5 separate regions of the Mus musculus genome follow, and regions 2, 3, 4 and 5 are each linked to region 1. The links are chromatin contacts, called in public HiChIP or PLAC-seq and promoter capture Hi-C maps. All regions are on one chromosome and are shown on one strand. The core of a region is the stretch at or near the end of the contact, and the rest is flanking DNA. Distances in the headings are between cores, read along the strand shown.

What was found. Promoter capture Hi-C pulls out the DNA fragments that hold promoters and counts their contacts. HiChIP or PLAC-seq counts read pairs in DNA pulled down with a chosen protein or histone mark.
Region 2: a contact with region 1 is called in a promoter capture Hi-C map of liver, with 3 times the contacts expected there. The contact joins the promoter of Psmd9 here to the promoter of Ift81 in region 1. A contact is called at or near these places in 2 of 39 promoter capture datasets (liver and pre-B cells).
Region 3: a contact with region 1 is called in an H3K27ac HiChIP or PLAC-seq map of microglia, with 7 times the contacts expected there. The contact joins the promoter of Vps33a here to the promoter of Ift81 in region 1. A contact is called at or near these places in 2 of 115 datasets of contacts at active chromatin or transcription factors (bone marrow-derived macrophages and microglia).
Region 4: a promoter capture Hi-C map of pre-B cells shows a contact between it and region 1, with 1.7 times the contacts expected there. The contact joins the promoter of Setd1b here to the promoter of Ift81 in region 1. A contact is called at or near these places in 1 of 39 promoter capture datasets (pre-B cells) and 1 of 115 datasets of contacts at active chromatin or transcription factors (heart atrium).
Region 5: a contact with region 1 is called in a promoter capture Hi-C map of pre-B cells, with 2.0 times the contacts expected there. The contact joins the promoter of Atxn2 here to the promoter of Ift81 in region 1. A contact is called at or near these places in 1 of 39 promoter capture datasets (pre-B cells) and 1 of 115 datasets of contacts at active chromatin or transcription factors (pro-B cells).

The regions. Positions count from the first base shown.
Region 1 is chr5:122,613,170-122,615,869 of GRCm38.p6, forward strand. Ift81 (intraflagellar transport 81) reads right to left here and starts at 1,375. Exons shown (of 19, transcript NM_009879.4): 1 at 1,269-1,375.
Region 2 is chr5:123,226,847-123,229,546 of GRCm38.p6, forward strand. Psmd9 (proteasome (prosome, macropain) 26S subunit, non-ATPase, 9) reads left to right here and starts at 1,344. Exons shown (of 6, transcript NM_026000.2): 1 at 1,344-1,598. The coding sequence starts at 1,461.
Region 3 is chr5:123,571,576-123,574,275 of GRCm38.p6, forward strand. Vps33a (VPS33A CORVET/HOPS core subunit) reads right to left here and starts at 1,440. Exons shown (of 13, transcript NM_029929.3): 1 at 1,305-1,440. The coding sequence starts at 1,406.
Region 4 is chr5:123,140,877-123,143,576 of GRCm38.p6, forward strand. It overlaps Setd1b (SET domain containing 1B), which reads left to right and starts at 1,317. Exons shown (of 17, transcript NM_001040398.2): 1 at 1,317-1,578; 2 at 2,067-2,251; 3 at 2,480-2,578. The coding sequence starts at 2,081. It also overlaps a transcript of Rhof not described here.
Region 5 is chr5:121,710,338-121,713,037 of GRCm38.p6, forward strand. It overlaps Atxn2 (ataxin 2), which reads left to right and starts at 1,272. Exons shown (of 25, transcript NM_009125.2): 1 at 1,272-1,939. The coding sequence starts at 1,299.

The DNA.
Region 1 (2,700 bases), core at 125-2,624:
CTCTCCTGAGTGCTGGAATTAAAATCAAGAGCCACCAAGTCTGGCATGAAATGGGTTCTTTAATTGGGTGGGTGAAGCTTACATTTAGAAGACATTTGGAAGAAAGGAAGGAAGGAAAGGAGGAAGGAAGCTAGAAGGAAGGAAATAAAGTTGTTCTAAAAGATAAGAAAGGATGGCACAACCAGTATGGTTGCTAAATTTAAGGTTTCTTTTTAAGTTTATATATAAAGACTATCTCAGGGATAGTAGTGTGCAATTTTAATCTCAGTGCTAGGAGGCAGAGGCAGGAGGATTTCTGAGTTTGAGGCCAGCCTGGTCTACAGAGTGAGTTCCTGGCCAGCCAGGACTCTACAGAGAAGCATTGTCTCAAAAAACAAGCCAGAAATAAATAAATTACAGAGAATATCTTTACTTTTTAAAAACTTGGGAGGCTCAAGTTTTCAACTGTAAAAATATAATACACATCCTTATATCCACATATATTTAAACTAATTTAGAAGTTGTCCATACGGCTTTTTCTTCTCTGAGAAACACAAAATCAAACCAAATATCTGGATAAGCAAGAAAATGTTGCCAAGAGAAGAAAAGGGGAGGGGCTCACGATTATTACAGGCAACTTAATGGTTGCTAAGGGTGGGGAACCATAATTAAACTCATTGGACCTCCAAAAGAAAAGGGGAGTGAGGTGGGGGCAAAAAAGTCGAAGGGAGAAGGGTTAGGAAATGGATTCCGTGGGAGCAGGAAAGCGAAGAGCGAGAAACGGGGATGGGGTGATGGAATACACTATATGTATGCATGTGTGAATACAGTGGTACCCATTATGCGCAACTAATACACGCCAAGTTTCCAAACTTTTTTAAGAAAAGAAATGAGCTGCGTTGCCCCACCAGCTTTCAGAGGACAGAGATGCTCTTGAACCAGGTAGGGCTGTCGCTGCCCGCCGGGCGCTGCGCGCTAAAATTAGCAAAAGCAATTACTCTCCCTCTTCCAGCGCAACCGGCCGAGCTAATTCACCAGCACTCACCCACTGCAGCACCCAGGGGGAGCCGGGGCAAGAATTAAAACCAGGACGCGCGTGGTATCCGGCCCAGCCGGGGCAGCGCGCGCAGGCCTACGGCCTCCTGCGACGCCCGGAGACCGAGGGGGACCCGCGCGGCCGACCCCCCGCCCCCCGACAGGCCCTGCTGCCGCCACCGGCCGGGAGCGGGCGCAGCTTGACGGGATTCGGGGGTTCGCGGAGTTCCCGACCGCGAGTTGGCGGGGGTTACCTCAAATCCTCCTCACGAAACCACCTCCCCACCCTCGGGAGGCACTGGGGCGCTTGCGGGTTCTTAGAGACCGCTCCTTGGCAACGGTTGCCATGCGGTGACGTCACTTCCTCTGGCTCGGGGAGGAGGGGGGCGCGCGCACACCGGAGGGCGGAGCCTCGGGCTGGAAAGCTTGGCCCTGGTACCTGGGGTTCCGAACCTCTGCAGAAAGCCTAGGGTGACTCTGGCTGTTATTCCCACTTAGACTCCTGCTGATAATAACCTTTGCGAACCGTCTACCGTTCTCACCTTGACAAAGGGCTTAACCTGTGCTGTTTGCGTGTGCTGTTTCATTCATTCATTCATTTATTTACCAAACTTGGGGCGACTTGTTTGAAGCAGGACTGGATAGGGTTTGGGGTCAGAAAGCATTGGGCGTGGTTTCCGAATTTAGGTTTTCGACGAAAGAATCTCCAGGTTAAATCATGCATGGAACAATTATAAACTATGGATTGAGAGACCCAGACATGGAGAGGAGAGACAGACCGGGACAAATGGAGGCCTACTCTGAAAACTAGGTTAGATGCTCAGACATCCTTGGAGAAACAGTAAATGTAATACCAGACTTGCCACAACCTCAAGCTAACAAATGATAAATTAGGCATTCCATACTGCTGACTGCTGGAAATGCAATAGAGAACAAGACCCAATAGGGTTGGTTCTGTCCTCACAGAGATGATGGGGAAAGAGAGGCAATATAGTTAAACAGCCCAGGACGGAGAGAAATGTACCAAGATGTCTCAGTGATGACAGAGTATGTGTGACGTTTACTGGGGGACAGGGATGGCTGAAGGAATCATACTGTCATGTCTCCATTAGACAGAGCGCTGTTTAAAGACCAGTAAAAAGAATCCAAATGACCTGTTGAGGTAGCTCAACTGGTAAAGGCGCTTGGCACACAAACCTAGAGACAGGTTCCACAGAGACAGATTGTGGTGTCCCCACCTGCTACAGACGAAAGGAGGAACTGACTTCACCCTGTGATTCCTTGGTGGGATTCACTGAGGAGTCTAAGAAGACATTCCTAGCAACAGTTTTACAGCATAGAGACCTTGCTTATTCTGTCTGAAACAAACTGTGGGTAGCTTTTCTTTTCCCCCCAGAGACGCCTGGTCAAGTCTGGTATGTAAGCTCCTAATGGTACCTTCTAACTGAACTGTGTTTGAGATTTTGAATAGATTTCTAACAGGCTCTAACAGCGGTTCTGAAAGCTTGTCACTTCTACCTCACCTCCCGCTCCACCCCCTCTTCCTCCACCTCCTCATCCTGTTCTCCTATAGCCTGTGCTAGGAAAGAACTCTACCACTGAGTTACACCTCCGACCTTGCTTTTTATTTTATTACATCATTAATTTATTGTGTGTAGGAGGGCCGGGCCCGTTGTGAGCAAGGCC
Region 2 (2,700 bases), core at 94-2,593, 610 kb after region 1:
AACCACTGAAGCCAAAAAGCAAGGTTCGTGCATGGAGAGACTTTCCCACAGCTGTGGACTTGGATGGCTTCCGGCTTTGTTTTAGTTTTGGCAGGTGGTGCTGTCTGTGTGCTGTGTTTTCCAGCCTGAGTGGTACTTTCTTTATGGAGTCGGTTGTACTAAGGTCTGGGGGCCTGTTACACCAGCACCTCGTGACAGAGGTGAAAGTCAATAAATACTTGGACACCCTTAAGAGACACGTTGCTAGGGTGTGTGTACTCTGATCAGGATCCAAAGGGAATAAATTAGTAAATAAAAATGAAAAAAAAGAGCGAGAGATATTACTGTTAGTGTCACACAATAAGGTCAGAGAGCAGAAGGTGAAATTATTTAAGGTCACATGGAATATATATAGTCGGTGTTAATGGTCCAACTTTGAACATAGGTTGTACCATGAGGATCCCCAGCCCGAAAGTGGCTGGGGATATAGCTGAGTTGGTAGAGTGTTCCTGATCCCCAATATTTCATAAACCATACCTGGTGGTACATGCCTGTAATCCCTGCCTGTGGAGGGAGCAGATGGAGTATCAGATGCTCAAAGGCACTGGGCACACTAGGTTATAAAGAAGGAAAAAAAAAAAGGTCTTGAAGTTTTGATGAGGATAGGTTGAGGGAGGTGCGAAATGGATAGAATGGGAGTGGGGGGTTAGAGGGTGTCTGTGATCATGACAATAAGAAATAGAATATTCTAAAAACTTGGGGAGAGCTTCAAGGTCGCCTTCATCTACACAATGAGTTAGAGGCCTGCCTGAGATGCAGTAAATCTTGTCTGGAAAAAGAAAAAGAAAAGAAACAGAAAACAAAAAACAAATCGCTTGAAAGCCTCTTTCAAACACTCAGGGGCTTCGTAGATGTTAAGAACTGAAGTGTCAAGGTTGGCAAGACTGGATCCTCTTACATTTATACAGCTGGTATCCAGTTTACTCAGCCTTCAGATGAGTGAATGAAAAAAAGTGTAAGCCAGATGTGGTGGCTTTAATCCCAGCACTTGGGAGCAGAGGCAGGAGGATTTCTGAGTTTGAGGCCAGCCTGGTCTACAGAGTGAGTTCCAGGACAGCCAGGGATACACAGAGAAACCCTGTCTTGAAAAACGGGGTGGGGTGGGGGGGTGGGGAAACGGACGGATGGAGGGACGGGGACAGAATGAAAAAGAAAGGAATGAACAAGAAAAGTGGAAATGAGTCAGGATAAAGTGGGAGTAAATACCTATGTCCTCTATGGGCCTATTTATCTCTACCGGGTCATCTGAAAACCACGTGGTCTATCTAGCCGGTGACCCCGCCCACTTCCAAGCTCCACCCTTCATCTGTTTCCGTACTTGCGCGTTGGCTGAGCTGTTTTGGCCCCGGGGAGGACCCGTAGCCTCAGCCTCGGCTGGCGTCCGTAGCCGGGAAACCCAGAACTCTAGCTTGAGGTCCGCGATGTCGGGTGAAGACGTTCCGCACCGGGCAGAGTCCTCCGAGGCCCGTGCGGCCGCGGTCAGCGACATCCAGGATCTGATGCGACGCAAGGAGGAGATCGAGGCGGAGATCAAGGCTAATTACGACGTCCTGGAGAGCGTGAGTGTGGCGGGGAGGCCTGCGGACGAGGCTCGGGGTCGCTGCCAAGCAGTGTCCTAGAGGGGGTCTTTGCTGCGTGCCACACGCCCCTTTAAGCATTTTTTCTTTACGTGGGATTAATTTTCATTTTCGGAAGCATTAACTTTGCATTTTAAAGTTTTTTGTTTGTTTGTTTTTAACGCAGCCCCTAAGCTGGCTTCGAACTCGTGATCCTCCTGCTTCATCTTTCTGAGTGCGGGAATCGCGGGCCTGTGCAACCATGATATAGGCCTTAGTGAAACTGCCTCGGTCGCAAGGATAGACTATTTGCTGAGGCATAGTGATAATCGCTACTGTCACTTTCTGTAGGTGACATTACCAGGTTTGGCCTCGCCACCCGCTTTTCTTTAGGACTTTATAAATGTCAACTGGGAGAATTAATTGGGCATCTTGTTAAAATGCACGTTGTAGCCAGGGGAGGCATCCCTATTTAAGCCCAGCGTTTAGAGAGTGGAGGCAGGGGGATCAGGACTTGAGGGTTATTCTTGCCTACATAGTAAGCTCGAGGCTGTCCTGGGTTATATTAGACCTTGTCTCAAAAAAAAACCAAAAAAAAAAAAAAAAAAAAAAAACAAAAAAGAAAAGTAAAAATGAAATGCAGACTCTAATTGGGATAGGGAAAAGACTCTGGATTTTAAGAAAACCCTCACCTCTGCTAATTGCTCTTTTAAGTGGAGCCAGATTAAGCACATTGTCTTTACTGTAAAAGGGGAAACAGGGCCAGAGTGGAGCCAATGCTTGCCCAGTTAGGAAGGGGGAATGGTTGGCTCTGTGATCTGTTTACCTCCTAAGCAGATATATTTTTCATAAAACCCCAAGTCAGTGTATAGAGGAAGGGGAGGCTAAATCACACTCATTGCTGGGCACAATGACATCTGGGTGATGGGTGCCAGATGACGGTGTCATATAGAGGTTCTACAGGCCAGGTAGGTGCTGACCATGTGCCTGAAAGGTACTATCTTGTATGTGTGCTGTGCCAGGAAACTGTCACAGCAGTATTGTTAACTTGTGTCCCTGAAGCTCAAAGGGGCGGAGTCAGGGGCTGGAGAGATGGCTCAGTGGT
Region 3 (2,700 bases), core at 190-2,689, 960 kb after region 1:
CACCAGCAACAGAAAAGGCAGTTATAACCAGTAAGAATATAATTTTATAAGGTTTAATATTTTCCCTGCCCCACCCCCACTTTAATTATGTCTAGTTGTATGTGTCTGTGCCTGGGTATGTGCAGGTGGGTGCGGTTCCCCTCAGAGGCCAGATCCATCAAATTTCCAAGGATCTGGGGTTACAAGTGGTTGTCTGTAGGTGCCAGCAACTGATCTGGGCTCCTCTGGAAGAGCTACACTCCCTCTTCACCTCTAAGCCACCTTTCCAGAATATTCTTCTAAAAGTTAGAGTTAGGATTTTTAAAGGCTCTGGTCACATTATAGCCTAAGGGTCGAAAAGAACCTTCCACAAAGGGGGAAATTTCATGATACTGGCATCAAAGATCCCTGCTTCCTCCAGGAGAAACACTTTGTAAACCTGGTCCACACAATCTATTATATCTGATTTCGACATCATTTTCAGTTTAATACTGCCCCCTGTGATTTAATAATCTGCCTTTTTGACTCAATGACTTAGTTGGAGCTATGTTTACAAAACTGATTCTTTTTGGGTGGGTGGGGGTAGGGAGTGTTCTTGGTTTTTTCAAGACAGGGTTTCTCTGTGTAGCCCTGGCTGTCCTGGAACTCACTCTGTAGACCAGGCTGGCCTCGAACTCAGAGATCCGTCTGCCTCTGCTTCCCAAGTGCTGGGGCTAAAGGCGTGCGCCACCACTGCCGGGCCCAAAACTGATTCTTTGAGCATCTGTTTTGTTTTTTTCTTCAGATTAGAACTTCCCATTCCCTGTAGAGGGATGGGGTATGATTAATAAATCTCAGAATAGAGGGAAAAAATGCTTAAAAGAAAACCTCACAGCATGGCTCATGCCTGTAGTGCCAGAGGCGAGAGAAAGGAGGAGTGCCGGCAGGAACAGTCTATATAGCCAGGAATAGGCTCAAAAATAAAATGGAGAGCCGATCCCAGCACTCAGAGGCAGTGACAGGTGGATCTCAGTGAGTTCGAGGGCTACACAGCGTTACCCTGTCTCAAACACTGAGAGGAAAACAGGAAGAAAGGAAATTCTATGAAGTCCCCGATCTAGACAAAAAACGATCCATGTTGAAGTTACGAAGTGACAGCTTGTCTTTCACAAGCTGTGTGCCGAGGGCTGTGGGCGTGCGTGCTTCCAGGCTGGAAAGGACAACTGTCTCGCAGGTCGGGGAGCTCCCGGCCAGGGGCTGTCACTGAGCGGGCGACCTGATCGCCCCCACGGCCTCGCACAGTCCCGCCCGGCCAAGCTTGGTGGCGCCGGGGCCCTGTCCCTCACCTTGCTCCCAGCGCACTTGTCCAGGAACTCGCGCAGCTCCCGACGCACCGCCTCGCGCAGCACGTTCAGGTTCACTCGCCCGTACGACAGGTGCGCCGCCATCTTGCCCGGGCACCCGCATTTCCCCAGACGCCGCCTGCGTCACGTGACGGGACGTTCACGTGATCCGAGTCGCTGAGGCACATTGAACGCGAAAGGCGGAGTCCTGCTGACAGTGATGCTCCTTCAAGGTCCTAGTGCGCATGCGAGGAGGAGTCCCCTCCCCGCCCCTTTCTAAAGTATTTCCCTACCATGCCTAAGAATGGTGAGCAGTGAAAATTGACTTTGTTTGTTTGTTTTCGAGACAGGGTTTCTCTGTGTAGCCCTGGCTGTCCTGGAACTCACTCTGTAGAACAGGCTGGCCTCGAACTCAGAAATCCGCCTGCCTCTGCCTCCTAAGTGCTGGGATTAAAGACGTGAGCCACCATCCCCAGGTCTTAAGGATGGAATTTAGATGTTATTTGTCGCGTTTAAAAGCACCATCCTTGTGTCTTCACAGCTAGAATACTGGTGTAAAATGGCGATCGAGGCCAAACTACAAAATGCACCTTACTACACCCAGTAAGTGGTTCAATCGCAGAGCAAGCTTATCTCTCCAAGTTCAAGGCCAGCCTGGTAAACATAGCGAGCTCCAGGACAACCAGGGCTACACAGTGAGACCTGTCTCCACATAAACAAACAATAAATGGACTGGAGAGATGGTTCACCAGTTAAGAGCACCTGCTGCTCTCCCATAGACCAGGTTCCCAGGATCCACAGTATAGCTCGTGACCATCTGTAACTCCGGTTCCAGGGTGTTGTGTTTTATAAAACAAGAAAAGGAAGCCAGGGATATGCTTGATAGAGTGAGGTATGGTGAGGTGGAAGGTGGTGCCTCTGCGAGCTTATGCTGAGACATCCCTTCCCCATGAGGTAACAGCCATATGACGGATATAGTATGGAATAGAGTTTATTTAGGGCATGGGGAGATGGGGAGGGGAGTTGAGGAAGGAGGTGGGGAGGGGAGAGGAGGGAAAGGGGAAGGGAAAGAGAGAGGGGGAGAGGGAGAAAATAGAGGCGTAGAGGCCGGCCAGGAACACGTGGAGACAGACAGGAAAGGGGAAAGGAGAGAGAAGGGAGAGGGAAGAGAGAAGGTAAGAGAGTGGGGGGGGGGGGGCCGCAAGCAGCCTCTTTTATATTGAGTCAGGCACACATGGCTGTTGCCAGGTAACTGCGCAGCAGAGCCTGGAAGAAATGCTAACACGGGATCTAGTGCCCCTTTCTCACCTAGGAGAGCAAGGCACACAGCACTGATAGATACTTTCAGGCAAACACAGTTTAAAAAATAAGAGAGAGAGATGGCTTAGTGGGAACACGC
Region 4 (2,700 bases), core at 67-2,566, 530 kb after region 1:
TAAGGAAAAATCCAGATCTTTTTAAAAGGTCTTCATTCTTCCAAGTGTGAGTCCTTTGGCAAATGTTAAACACATTCAGGCGTCCTGAACTGGATGGTGGAGTCAAAGGAAAAGCATTCCCCATTTGCAACAAAGGAAAAACCCACTTGGCCATTTAATTCCATTGCAGAAAAATGGCTCCCTCATCTGTTGGCCTCTCCTTGGAGTCTGATGAAGGATGTTTTGAGATCAGCGTCTAATAACTCAAGCCCTATAGAAGCCGCGCGCTGATTGGCTGCCGCACCCTGCCGCCCTGCTCCAGCCAATTACCTACCCACGGCCAAATTACAAACCCCGAAAAGAGCCCCAATATGAAATACACCACCACGAAGCCCCGGCGAGGCGGCTGCTTCGCCTCGGCAGCCCGAGAAGAGAGACCGAGGGCGTCTGCAACCAGATCCACGCGAAAAGCCGGGGAAGCCTACGAGTTGAACTCACAAAATGGAAGCCGAGCGCTGATTGGCCGCCGCCACTCCCGGACCTTTAATAAAGAAAGGGGAAGGAAAATGATAAATGCAAAAAAGGGGACTCTCTGTCGCTGGTGGCTGGAGGAAGGAGGGAGGGAGAAGCATGTGTTCAAGACAATTACTGGGCGCTCCCCTCCAAAAATAAAAACAGAAAGGCAAAAAATAAAAACGAAAAAATAAAGAGAAAGAGCTATCTTCCCCGTCCAGGCGAGGGTTGTATCCTCCCAGGAATGTGAAGGCTAGTGTGGTTCCAAACCTTGGTTTCCCTTCCCCAGCACAGCTCCTGGGAGGGAGGGGGCGTGCGGGCCAAAGAGGAAGCGGGATCGGAGATACCTCGATTGCAAACTCGTTTGGGGTCGACGTCTGCCTCCCCTCCAGGCTTCTAGTAGTCATACACACGATCACCCCCCACTCGAAACCCAGCCCTTTTCGCCGAGACTCCACGCGTCCACCACCGGCCTGGGCAGTTTGGAAACAGTTTGGGAGGCCCTGGGGGCGCACACCGTGGAGTCTTCCGTAGCTGGAAGGGTAGCCCCAGCCGCGGGGGAGATAGAAGCCGTGGAGACCCCCCTCTCCCCCGTCAGCCAAGCCCCCCACCTCAGTCCCAGCAGAATAAATAAATTAAAAGGCCTTCCCCCCGGGGAAGGGGGGGGAGGCAGTGTGGGAGCGCGCGAGTGAGGGGTGGGGGGCCGCTGGGGCCCGGGGCTTTGGCGGCGCAGCTGCCGCCGCCGGGAGAGTGCCTGGGGAAGCGGCGAGGAAGGCGAGGGGAGGAGGAAGAGGAGGAGGAGGAGGAAGAGGAGGAGGGTGAGCACTCGGGTCGGGCTCCTTAGCGGTGTATTGTGGGATGTGCGGCTACTGGGAGCCGAGCCTCCGCCGCCAGCCGCCTCCCGGGCAGCAGCAGCAGCAGCAGCGGCGGCGGCAGCAGCAAGGGCAGCGGCAGCTCGGGGCCCGGCAGCCGCTAAGGCGGCGTCCCCCCCATCCCGGCCCCCGGTCCGGCCGCCCCGGCCTCGGCTCCCGCGGGGGACACCATGTACTGGCTGGCGGCGCAGGGAGGCCGGCGCCCGGCGGGGATGTAAGCGCGGCGCAGGGAAGGGAGGAGAGAGAGAGAGAGAGAGAGAGAGAGAGGCCGCGGTCAGAGGAGCCGGGCAGCCCGAGCCCCCGGCCCCCGCCCGGGCGGGCGACGCCAGGCCCTGCCGCGCGCCCCGCTCCCGAGCCGGGCCGAGCGCCACGCCGGGCGGCTGGCGGCACCATGGGCCGGAGCCCGCGTCCTCCGTGCGTCCCGGACCGCGCCAGCCCGCAGCGGGGGCCCCGGGCAGCCCCTCGCTGCCAGCCGGAGACGGTGGCCGAGCGGGCGGGCGCGTAAACCCTCCGGAAAGGGTTTATTCTCTCGCTCCATTCTTAGATTTTTTTTCCTCGGGAGGCGGGGGGGGGGGGGAGAGGCAGCGAGACAAGCTTTCGGGGCGCGCTGGTAAGGTGGGAGGGGGGTGGGGGCCAGCCGATTGGATTCTCGGGCGAATGTGTAGAAGCGTCGGAGAGGACAACAACTTGCTTGGGTTTCAGGTTGGGTTAACGGCATGGAGAACAGTCACCCCCACCACCACCACCAGCAGCCCCCGCCGCAGCCCGGCCCTTCGGGCGAGAGGAGGAACCACCATTGGAGAAGTTACAAGTTGATGATTGACCCGGCTCTGAAAAAGGGGCACCATAAACTGTACCGCTACGATGGGCAGCATTTCAGCCTGGCCGTGAGTAGCCGGCGCGCCTTCCCGCCACCCCCACCCACCCCCGGTGGAGCCCCCAGACAAGAGGCGAACGGAGGGGGACCCCTCTTCCAGCTACCTGGGCCAACTGTCAGCCAGGACTCCCTCCCCTCAGCCTGGAGTGGGACTGGTGCCTTGAGGGGGGGGGGTCTGCCCCTGCCCCTGGGGAGGGTGCCAGCCCTTCTATACTGAACCCCCTGTCTCTGCCCACAGATGTCCAGCAACCGCCCGGTGGAGATCGTGGAAGATCCCCGGGTGGTCGGAATCTGGACCAAAAACAAGGAGCTGGAGCTGTCTGTGCCCAAATTCAAGGTAGGACCCCTCCTCTCTGTCTTATGGTCCCTCCCCCCCTCCTTCCCCGAGTTCGAAAATAACGCCAGTCCTGACCAAGCCCAGCCGGATTCTTAGTTCCCGCCGTCCAGGACTGGGAAGTT
Region 5 (2,700 bases), core at 22-2,521, 900 kb before region 1:
AGGGTTGAGAGTTAGGTGGTGAGCTTAGGCAGCCTGGGCCTTTACCTTCTGAGCTATCTGCTAGCTACTTAAAAAAAAAAAAATCCATGTAGACCAACAAGTCTGGAACTCAAGAGATCCAGTTGCCTGTCCAGAGCTGGGATTAAAGGCATGTGCCATAACCAGGGGTAACTCTTCATTGAATTGCCCCTTCTTGAGACTGGGTCTCTTGTAGCTTAGCCTGGCCTAGAATTCCCTCATGAAGGTGAAGATGACCTTGACTGTCTAATCCTCCTTCCATTTCCCAAGTGCTCGTACTACAGGCAAGAACACCATGCCTGCCTTTAATTCACTGGAATGACTTTAATAGGTTGAGGGTTTTTTTTTTTCCCTCGGCCCATCACCTTCTTAAGCAATTTCACTTAGAAAAGAAAGAAAAAAAAAAAAACCAATTTAAACTCATTTGAAAAAAGTTAACCATTTGTTTCCAATTTAATTACAACACCTTAAAAAAAAAAACGGACCAGTGTTTGGTGGCCTTCCCGAGTTAAAGTAAAAGTTTTTAAAAGGGGTCAAGGTCTAAAGTTGACATTCTTGGGAAAGTCTGTTTAGTCTTCACCGAGGGAGACCCCATCACCCAGTTCTACTACCAATCAGGTCCATTTCCCTTCGGGTCCCCTGAAGGAGGAACTAAGAAGTCCGAGCGAGCTAGGGGGAAAAAAAAAAAGAGGGTTCAAATGAAGGTCAGAGACCCAACAGTTCGCCGGGGTGAATAAAGTGGGGCAAAGTGAAGCAGCTGGCGGTGGCTTCTGAGGCGGCAAGCTTCCCCACGCTGGCAGGGCAAGTCGGCACGCAGTGGCACCTGGGGGCCTACTGTGTGCCAGGCCCCGATTGCAGGTCCCCGCCCCGAAGGTGCCCGCAGGCCATCCTCTAAGTTGTGATTTGGTGGGGTGGGGGTGGGGTGAAATCAAGGTCCTCCAAGGGGGTCGAGGACACCCGAGCAGCTCACGGCGCCCGTCCCCGAAGCAGATCCCGAAGTTCAGACCCGCCTTGGCGAGGGCGGATCCCTCCTGGCCCCCTCCACGGCCCTAGTTCGACCCCGGGGAGAGCGAACGCGGCCCAGCGCTGCGCCCCGCTCCTCACGTGTCCCTGATCGGCCCCCCGGGCCGTCTCACGTTCGACTTCCGCCTGACCCTTCCGACTTCCGGTAAAGAGTCCCCCCCCCCACCCCCGACACCTCCCCCGCCCCGGGTCTGTTTCGCATCTCCGCGCCCTCCAGGCCCGCGTCAACCCCGTCCGCGTCCGCCAGCCCGGGTCCCATGCGTTCGTCCACCGCCGCCGCTCAGCGGCCCGCGGCGGGGGACCCCGAGCCGCGCCGCCCGGCGGGCTGGGCCGCGCGGCGCTCGCTCCCGCGGACGGCGCGGCGCGGCGGGCGGGGCGGCGCGGTGGCGTATCCCTCCGCCGGCCCTCCCCCGCGCGGCCCCGGCGCCCCTCCCCGCGGGCCGCGCTCGCCACCCTGCGCCTCAGACTGTTTTGGTAGCAACGGCCACGGCGCGTCCCGGCCCGGCTCCCGGCGGCTGCTCGGTGTCTGCGGGCCTCCCCGCCCCTTCGTCGTTGTCCTGCTGCCTCTGGCCCCCGCGGCCACGCCGGCCCGCGCCTGCCCGCCCGGCGTCCGCGCGTCCCCGCCGCGCTCCGGCGTCTCCTCCTCGGCGCGCCCGGCACCCGGCTGTCCCCGCCCGGCGTGCGAGCCGGTGTATGGGCCGCTCACCATGTCGCTGAAGCCGCAGCCGCAGCCGCCCGCGCCCGCCACTGGCCGCAAGCCCGGCGGCGGCCTGCTCTCGTCGCCCGGCGCCGCGCCGGCCTCGGCCGCGGTGACCTCGGCTTCCGTGGTGCCGGCCCCGGCCGCGCCGGTGGCGTCTTCCTCGGCGGCCGCGGGCGGCGGGCGTCCCGGCCTGGGCAGGTGGGTGTCAGCTCCCCCAGCCCCCTCCGCGCCGGGCCGATCCCGCGCCGCTCGTCCCCTCCCCCGCCTCGCGCCCCGTGACCGGCCGGCTTCGCGATGTGCCGGGGGGCCCGCGGAGGGGCGGGAGGCGCCGGCAGATTCCTTCGGGCTTCTCGGGCCGTGTCCAGCCTCCCGCACCATCGCGTCCCCTCCCCCCAGACGGCCAAGATGGACGGCCCTGGCGGCCCCCTGCCCCTCCCGGGTGTGCCAGGGGCGATTGGTATCCCGCCCCACCCCCTTGCTGCGCCCCCCCCCCCGATAGAAGGGCGGCTGAGCCTGGGTGCGGGTCGCAGGGGGTGGGGGGATCCTCTCCTGAAATGAGCCTCTTTGCCGGGTGGGGAGTCGGGAGGGAGGAGGGGAGATTGAGGCCCAGCCGCCCCAGGTAGGGTCAAGCCGGGTGTCCTGCATATCTATCCCCCGCCCCGCAGACCCTGGGAAGGTGGGCGACGGAGGCGAGGTGGGTGCCAGCGGCCTAACGCACCCATCCCCCTTTAGATCTGGGGCGGCGGGGTTCCCGCAGCGGGCCGTTCTTCCCCTCCCCCCCCCCAACTGGGGAAGGGGTGGGAGTGCCCGGCTCCCTCCAGGCCCGCCTCCCTCCTTCCCCGCAAGGTCCCCTGCGCGCGGGTGGTGGCCGATCCGCATTGCTGTTCCTCGTCCGCGGAGCAGAAGGCGCCTTTGAATAGAGGTGGGCGAGGGCCGGACTCTTGAGGTGGGTTGGCCGC